Regions from separate parts of the Mus musculus genome. Here all the other regions are linked to region 3. Evidence: chromatin contacts called from public promoter capture Hi-C data. All regions are on one chromosome and are shown on one strand. The core of a region is the stretch at or near the end of the contact, and the rest is flanking DNA. Distances in the headings are between cores, read along the strand shown. Region 1 has its middle 27 kb from the start of Nsun7. Region 2 overlaps Limch1 (LIM and calponin homology domains 1). Region 3 holds the start of Uchl1 (ubiquitin carboxy-terminal hydrolase L1).

Evidence for each region. Promoter capture Hi-C pulls out the DNA fragments that hold promoters and counts their contacts.
Region 1: a contact with region 3 is called in a promoter capture Hi-C map of the C10 cell line. The contact joins the enhancer-like site here to the promoter of Uchl1 in region 3. A contact is called at or near these places in 5 of 39 promoter capture datasets (3T3-L1-derived adipocytes, the C10 cell line, the SN4741 cell line and 1 more) and 8 of 115 datasets of contacts at active chromatin or transcription factors (astrocytes, embryonic forebrain, embryonic hindbrain and 4 more).
Region 2: a promoter capture Hi-C map of cranial neural crest shows a contact between it and region 3. The contact joins the enhancer-like site here to the promoter of Uchl1 in region 3. A contact is called at or near these places in 21 of 39 promoter capture datasets (the 3T3-L1 cell line, 3T3-L1-derived adipocytes, the C10 cell line and 12 more), 2 of 15 datasets of contacts at CTCF or cohesin (the NIH/3T3 cell line and embryonic stem cells), 3 of 484 Hi-C or Micro-C datasets (bone marrow-derived macrophages, colorectal tumor organoids and double positive thymocytes), 21 of 115 datasets of contacts at active chromatin or transcription factors (SST interneurons, astrocytes, bone marrow-derived dendritic cells and 12 more) and 5 of 9 other capture datasets (adipose tissue, embryonic stem cells, liver and 2 more).

Annotation. Positions count from the first base shown.
Region 1 is chr5:66,231,243-66,233,942 of GRCm38.p6, reverse strand. No RefSeq gene overlaps it. Among named protein-coding and RNA genes, the nearest start is that of Nsun7, 27 kb to the left of the region's middle. Within about 2 kb of position 1,347, at least 29 of the 459 cell types and tissues checked have an H3K27ac peak or open chromatin away from gene starts, as enhancers often do. A contact at or near this core is called in embryonic stem cells, where this site is marked.
Region 2 is chr5:67,023,891-67,026,590 of GRCm38.p6, reverse strand. Limch1 (LIM and calponin homology domains 1) reads right to left here. Exons shown (of 26, transcript NM_001001980.3): 17 at 479-519. Among named protein-coding and RNA genes, the nearest start is that of Gm33040, 26 kb to the right of the region's middle. Within about 2 kb of position 1,275, at least 31 of the 459 cell types and tissues checked have an H3K27ac peak or open chromatin away from gene starts, as enhancers often do.
Region 3 is chr5:66,674,712-66,677,411 of GRCm38.p6, reverse strand. Uchl1 (ubiquitin carboxy-terminal hydrolase L1) reads right to left here and starts at 1,291. Exons shown (of 9, transcript NM_011670.2): 1 at 1,090-1,291; 2 at 965-976; 3 at 340-468. The coding sequence starts at 1,122. It overlaps Uchl1os (ubiquitin carboxy-terminal hydrolase L1, opposite strand), which reads left to right and starts at 915. Exons shown (of 5, transcript NR_102714.1): 1 at 915-1,350.

The DNA.
Region 1 (2,700 bases), core at 98-2,597, 440 kb after region 3:
GGGTTAAAGGCATAGGCTGGAAGACATGAACGTGGTCTGGTTCCCTTCCCCACATTTTACTATTCTGAATACCTTTATCCTTTCATCTGTCTCCAAACGCACCTGGAAAAGTATTAACCTAGTGGCCACCCTACACTATAAAACAGAAATGGGAACTAAATCTGGATAAAAGCTTTGGTTTTACCAGCAGCGGCACTTCCATGGTCAGACCAGGAGATGGTAAGATCCAGCAACGGGAAGACAAAAATGATCATTTATTCAAGGGAAAGCCACTCGCTAACCCGGTGGCTCAGCTGAACGCTTATATTTCGGTTGTAACCACCGTTTATGGCCCACGGAGAGAGATCTTTCAGGTAAAGGGTTCAGCTGGCTGTGTAGTAATTACCCCAGGTCTGTCTGATGTTTCTAGTTTGTTATGTTTGTGTAATAATAGTTTAAAGAGGGGATGGGTATCTCCTTGTTTTCTCTTACTTTGAACACAAATGCTGTGGATGAAAACTGGTTGGGTTTCACAGCTGGGTCTATGTTTCTGATTCATAGTTTATTTGATTTTTTTAACAGAAGGTATAATGGATACAGGAGGATTCTTGAAAATAGAAATCATACCCAGGTGGTGATGGTGCACATCTTTAATCCCAGTACTAGAGAAACACAGGCAAGAGGACCTCTGTGAGTTCAAGGCCAGCCTGTTCTATAAAGCAAGTACCCGGACAGCCAGGGCCACACAGATAAGCCCTGTCTTGAAAAACCAAACCAAGGCCTGGAGAGATGGCTCAGCGTGATTAAACGCACTGACTGCTCTTCCAGAGGTCCTGAGTGGGTCCCAGCAACCACATGGTGCTCACAACCATCTGTAATGAGATCTGATGCCCTCTTCTGGTGTGTCTGAAGACAGCAACAGTGTACTCACATATATAAAATAAATAAATCTTAAAAAAAAAAAAGAAAGGAAAACCAAATCAACAAAATATAGAAGCCTTAAGTTCTAGTCCTGATGCTTTCATTTTGACTAGCCACCACTCTCCACTATAGCAGGGCCTATCACTTAATGTGTGTGTTTTCTTCTTTGTAGACCAGGCTAGCCTTGAACCTGAAATCTCATCTCTGCCCCTAGGGTGCTGAGATTATATCTGTGTGCCCCGTACAGCTTAGCCTTGGAACTCTGCCAGCAAAAGGGCCACCTACAGAGTCAATTCTTGACCTTGGATCAGGGCTATGAGCTAAATAAACCCTTTATCTTTATACTGGGAGGAGGAGTGGGCAGGGTGGGGGTGGGTGGGGGTGGGTGGGGGTGGGGCTGACTAGAGAGGTGACTCAGCAATAGAGGGCCTGGGAGGATGACTAGAGAGGTGCTCACCATAGAGAGGACTCGGGTTTGTGTAGAGAACCCAGCTTCAGTTCCTAGAACTCACATGGTGACTCACAAACGTTTATAACTTCAGTTCCAGGGGATCCAATGCCCTTTTCTGGCATCTGCAGGCATCAGACACACAGTGCTACATACATACATACACACATACATACATACATACATACATGAGGCAAACATTATCCATAGTAAGTAAAAATAAGTCTTTAAAAAAATTATTTCATAAAAGCCCAAGGTCCTTATCTTAGATGCCCCAAGCCCAGAGACTGTTAGTTAACCCCCCATGGCTTTCCTCATTCTCTGTTCTTTAAAGTTGCCACAGCCACTTAGTCAGAACAGGTGGATCAGGAAAGCAAAGCCCGATTCTTCACATTCTTAAGCAAGCTTTATTCCTTAAGACTCTGATTTCATAATCTAAGATCAAACATTCACTAGCCAAGGACCAAAACCCATTCTAGTCTGCATGCCACAAGTTGTGAGCCAGCCGACCATTTGCTAAAAAAGAGTTTCTGTATTTATTGTTGAAATATATCAAAAGCATAGCAATATTTCATCACACAAAAATACGTAAAATTCAAATTGCATAATCTCTTTCTTGGAGCATAGCCACGCTAATTTATTTATAGGCTTCTGTTTTTGTTTTTCCGAAGACAGTCTCGCTAGATAAATGGTCCAGGCTGTCTTCAAACTCCTGATCTTCTACTACAGCCCCCAAGTGTGGAAATGACAGATTGTCACCAAGCTCACTGCTTATGAAAGTTGTTGTTGTAGTTGTACAAAGGCAGCACTGGATGTTATGACAGAGACCAGGTGGCCCTTGAAATCTGAAATGTTTAGGAGACTTCGGGAATGTAGCTGAGTGGCCGGAGTCTGAAGCAGATCAATGCTAACACACATACTTGGCACACTTAAGGCCCTGGGTTCAAGCCCCAGCATCCCCATCCTGCTTACAGAATTTACCAGCTGGCTCTATACGGAAAAACGATGACTGAGCCCTGTAGTAAGGTGTTTCACAGGTGGGAAGCCTTTAAAAGTACATAAAATCCATGTTCTGGGGGGCTGGAGAGATGGCTCGGCAGGTAAGAACACTGACTGCTCTTCCAGCAGTCCTGAGTTCAATTCCCAGCAACCAGATGGTGGCTCACAACCATCTGTAATGGAATTCGGTGCCCCTCTTCTGGTGTGTCTGAAGACAGCTACAGTGTATCTTATAAATAAATTAAAAAAAAATAAATCTTTTTTTAAAAAAATAATTCATGCTGGGGAGATGGCTCATCAGCTAAGAGAACTTGCTGCTCTTCCAGAGGACCTGAGTTCAGTTCTCAGCATCC
Region 2 (2,700 bases), core at 26-2,525, 350 kb before region 3:
TCCATTCTACACGGCCACAAAGGGGAAAATTGGCCTGTAGATAACTAAGTGCTACTGGCTATGGTAAGCGTCTTGGACTGCTCACTGGAGAGGGAAGGATCATGCCAGTATCGGGTACTGTATAGCGGCAGTTATATAATGATTTTAATTAATACTCACAACTACCCTGAAAGAGCGCTATTTGCACCTCACTGAACATTAAAGGGTTAAAGAGAGAGGATCTACCTCCAGTATCATAAATATTAGCCCAGACTAGTAAACCTGGGCTCAAGGAGATACAAAGGGACCAGCATTTTGTTTCCAGGCAGGAGAACTACCTCACACAGAATGATAATCCTTACAATCTAATGAAACTGTTATTTCAAAATAAAAAAAAAAAATTGGATCTCAGTTTTGGTTGAGTACTCCCTAAGAAAATCAAATACAAGTTAAAGTCACTCTGAAGGCACGGCTTTGTTCTTTAAGAGGGAATACTCACGGGTGTGCTCCCAGGGGACTTTTCACTGCTTGGAGAATCCGCTATGCAGAATAAAAGAAAGAAAAGAGGCGTCAGTGTGATAGCTTTCGGCTGTACTGGTCTCGTGATCCTCTCAGTTGAGTGCAGTTCCTACGTTAAGTTAACTTTGGCAGTATTAGAAAACCACCATGAAGCAGAGGCCTGCGGAAGGTTGTGCCCATCACCAAAAGGAAGAAGAGCGGAAGACATCAGGAAGCGCTAGGTACTAGACTCTAGGAAGCTTTGACTGCAGCTATGAGTGCTGGCTCTTAGTACAGCTTGCACTCTGGCAAAGGGAGCAGTCCCTCCACTGTCTCTCATGGAGAAGAAGCCCCACACCGAGAGGCCAGACGGCATCCAGGAAGGACAGAGTTCTTGTAACACAGTTAACAAGAGAACCTTGTGGCTTCTGATCATCGTTTTAAAGGCGCGGGGGGGGGGGGGGGGGGGAGGGAGAGCCAGGTGGATACCGATGGTGGTATTCCTCTGGCATCTTAAAATCAATATAAAGTTCCGTGGAATTCCTCCCGGTTTTAGTACAACACGTGCTGGTGTCAAGGAACAAGCTCATTGCTAACTGTGTGTCACAAACAAGCATCTCTCTTTAAAAAAAAGAAAAAGATCTAAAATCAGAAAGGAAGACAAGTGCCAAACGACATTGGTTGACCCAACATGGATTTTTTACATAAAGAAAAGGCCAGTGACCTGGTATGTTGTTTACCTGACTGGGAGAAAAACTGGGACCGTCGCCAAGAGTTCTGAACTCTCAGCGGGGCACTGCCAGGCAGCTCTAGATCAGATGGCAAAATAGAACAAACAGAAATCCATGAAACTGGGTGAGAACTGAGCAGAACACATTCCACATGTCAAGGTGGGTCAGTTGGGGTCGACTCAGGGACTGACCGTCTCTGAACCTAACATGTAAAACATCTTACCACAATACACACAAAACCTGACGACGTGGACAGTGGGCAGTGGAACTGGCCAGTCTGAGTTCCTGAAAGCTTTTACACCTGTACTCAGTGGGGATTTTTTTTTTTTTAAGAGTTAAAGGTCAAGATGTCATAGTAACAGGCTATGCAGAAGCAACTCTAGGAAAATCAAAAAGGCTGTAGAGATGTGTAGTGGGTTTGTGGCATTCTTCACACCACACTGATGAAAGGAGGAAGTGTGTGGCTTGCTTCCTTTCAAACATCCAGACAGCACACGTCTGCTGGAGGTGCCAAGCGCACAGAATTTCTGGCAAGCATTTGCTCCCTACGCAGTGAGGCTCTGCTACTTCCATCCCCGGAGCAATGAACACAGCAGTCTAAAGCCCGTGTTTTACAGAAACAACTTGGACAAAGGAACTCTGTCAGCTTTAGCTGTAGTTTATGAGTGGTTCCAGAGTGCTGAATGACTGTATTGATGCACACGTGTATGCTTCGGGGGACCCGTGGAACCCTTTTTCAGGTTGACAGGCAGATCAGCAGTGACCTGTGTGAGCATCTATAAATAGATGGCTTTAAAGAAATTGGGGAGACACCAACTTCTGGGGGAGAGAGAATTTACGAGGTGCGGTTCCAGGGCTTCTGGTTCCTTTGGACTGGAGGCTGGAATTCATGCTAGTCACTTAAATGACTTCTTGTATCTGGGCCATAACCCATGACTTCTTTCACCACACTCCAGCTGATGACAAGCATGCCTTCAGAGGCTACGTTTATTGGAGGTCTCTGGCTTCCAGAAAGACAGGCACTTCGTGGAGTCTAAATAAGCACGACGGTCCGTTTCATGTCCATGTGCAATGTCTTGAGACACCGTTCAAATAAATAGTTCAAGTCAGTGGCTCACAGGTCGGGATTTCTGGGCGGCTATAACAGCATCGCTAGACACGTGAACTCGCAGGAAGTACAGATTGGGCCTCTGGTCAGGTCTAAAGGACCAGACCCTGAGGGCCGGGTGCCAGTCCTGAGGGCTTAGGCACAGTCTACTTCAAACCCTGTCACTGTCTTGTCAATGCTTGCTTGCTTGCTTGCTTGCTTGCTTGCTTGCTTGCTTGCTCGCTCGCTCCCTCCCTCCCTCCCTCCCTCCCTCCTCCCTCCCTCCCTCCCTCCCTCCCTCCCTCCGTCCCTCCCTCTCTCTCTCTCTTTCCTTCCTTCTCTCTTCTCTTCTCTTCTCTTCTCTTCTCTTCTCTTCTCTTCTCTTCTCTTCTCTTCTCTTCTCTT
Region 3 (2,700 bases), core at 42-2,541:
CCACTCACGGCCCTTAAAAGGAAAAAAAAAAAAAAACAAACCGGCCATCCGCAAGTGGGAGCAAGGCTCATAAGTAAACAAACAAACAAAATAAACAAGTTGGAGATCTTTCTTTGGATAACTGAAAAAAAGACTTAGACGCAATGGGCTCCTTCTCTTCCAAATTGAGGCAATAATGGACATCACAATAGAGCCCCGATGAAAATGCAAGCACCTCCCACCCTAAGAAGTGGGATCCTTATCAGGGACCCTACAGGAAAAGGGGACAGCGTGAGGTAGGAACTCATTCCACAACACTGCGTATCCACTGAGACCCGCCCATCACAGACCTCTCCCTACCTGGGCCGTGAGGGGAAACAGGAGCAGCAGGGCGCAGGCAGGGGATGGCACTGAGCCCAGAGTCTCCTCCTCCAGCCCTAGCACGTCGGCGAAGCGCCACTGGCCGGCGACCCCCAGCTTGGCCAACACCTGCAAGAAAAAGACAGGGCAGCCAGACCGAAAAAGCCAGACAAATAATGGGCACCTGCTAGGGGGCGGGGCCAGCACGAGCATCCCTCGTGCGGCCCTCCCACTCCCCAACCCCCCACCAAACACACACACACGGGTCCCCACCCGAGTCTGGGAGGAGCCTCCGCGCCGTCCCACCCTGCGTGCCGCGCAGTGACACAGCACAAAGCTCAGCCCACACGTGGCTCGCGCGAAGCCCTCGGACTAGAGTCCGCGGGCCGTCGCCACGCCCTCGAGAGCTGCTCCCCGCGCTCGTTGCTGTCCGGGTCCATCCTCCGCCACCTCCCCGTGATCGATCTCTCAGTCACTCCCAAACCCCTAGATAACTCAGGGCAGAGACGACACCCAGCTGGGCGCCCCAGCCCAGCCACCTCCATTGCACAGGGCGCGGCCGGCTGGGCGTCTCCAACGATGCTCTTGGAGGATAGGGACAGAGACTGCGCGCCGCGCCACTCACTTTGTTCAGCATCTGAAAGCCAAAAGCAAAGAGGAAAATGATAATAAAACTAAATGATTCAGCTACCGAGCTGTAGCTAAGGGTCAGCCTTATTTCTCCCGAAGCGACCCAGCAGCTATGCTTACCTCGGGGTTAATCTCCATCGGCTTCAGCTGCATCTTCGCGGATGGCACCTGCAGACACAAACCCGAGGAGCCGAAAAAACAGCCGGTGGAGCCGCCCAGGCTGCTGTTATAAAGCGCCGGCCTCGCTCACTGGGAAAGCCTGAGCAGGGGAGACGGGAGCAGAAACAAGCAGAGGAGGAAGGCCAAGAGGGCTCGAACTCCCCCATGCACCGCACAGAATGGTACAAGCCAAGCCCCCAAACCTTGCAGTCTCACTCGCCGGTGAGCTAATCTGGTGGTTGTGGAGATGGGTTTTGTTGGTGGGTGTTCCTTGAGCGCATGAAGCAGCCTATTTGAGGGAGCTTTCAATTTGGAGCGAAATTTCTGGAAACCCTCCTCTGTCGTCTCAATCACTCCAAAGCTCGAGGGTCTCTGAAACATTGAGAGAGAGAGAAAAAAAAGCACAAAATCAACAGGTATATGTAGTGTTTAATATGAATATAAATATTTGTCGGTCTTCCTCCCTCCCCCCCCCCGCCCATCTCGGAACAGTTTGTACTTAACCTTAGACAATCTGTCCTCCATGTTAAATTCAACCTGTGTCCAGGCTCGGTTTTTAATGGACTGCCTAGAATAAAACATCTGATACGGAGTGCATTAGTGAAGCTGATGTAATGTGACTCCAGGGGAAGAACCGGTGGGTCGCTGGGAAGCAGTACATGCGAGACACATAGAATACGGGCGCCGGAGGACTTTAGAAACAGACCAAAGAAAAGATAGATGATTTGAGACTAGAGGCTTAAAGGAAAAAGCATTTAAAAAAAAAATAGGGGAAACCTTTTTTCAAAGAACAGGGGTTTGGGATAATAAGATTTTGGTCCACAATACTTTGGGCGCAGAAGAAAGGGAATAGCAACGGAGGAGAGCCCGCGGTTCTCCAGGGATGGGGGCGGGGGTGTTCTTTCTAACAGGCACATTTCAAAGGATGGAAGGCAAACGCTTGTGCTGAAGGCGGAGTAGAAGGAGGGGCCAGATCTGTATCAATTGTCAGGGATGCTAAATCACAGAATGAGGTAGCTAAGGATGCAGGCAGGTTGGGTATTTTAAAAAATATGCTCAGAACAAATGGTGAAAAACAGACATGCTTTTTGCTAGCCCGAGGTAAGCAAGGCATAGGATGGAGGGAACCAACCTTGTTTTAACAGCACTGCCTCTCCAGCTGGATCCTTTACCAGGCCATCTTATTTCACCCTGAGAGGGTCCAATATTGTATTTGTGAAATTTTATACATCAGGATCCAGGGTTCAGAGATGTTCATTTGCTTGGTGCTACAGCTGGAAAATGAGGCAGGAAGACAAAACCTGGTAAATGAGGCTGGAAGGGTCCATTTTCTGTTTTAGACTCAGCAATGTGCTACTTCAATTTTCTTCCCAGTTTCACCATCAGGGAAAAAAAAATGACCTTCACTTACCAAGTGTGAGAGGCAAGAAGGCATTAGTAAGATTCTGAGTGAATTTTATACTATGTAAATTACATCTCAATGCAGTTAATAAAAAAAAAAAATACAAGACAGACGGACACATAACCCAGTACACCTGGGTAGACTGTGTGCATGTCTGTCTTTTGGCAGAG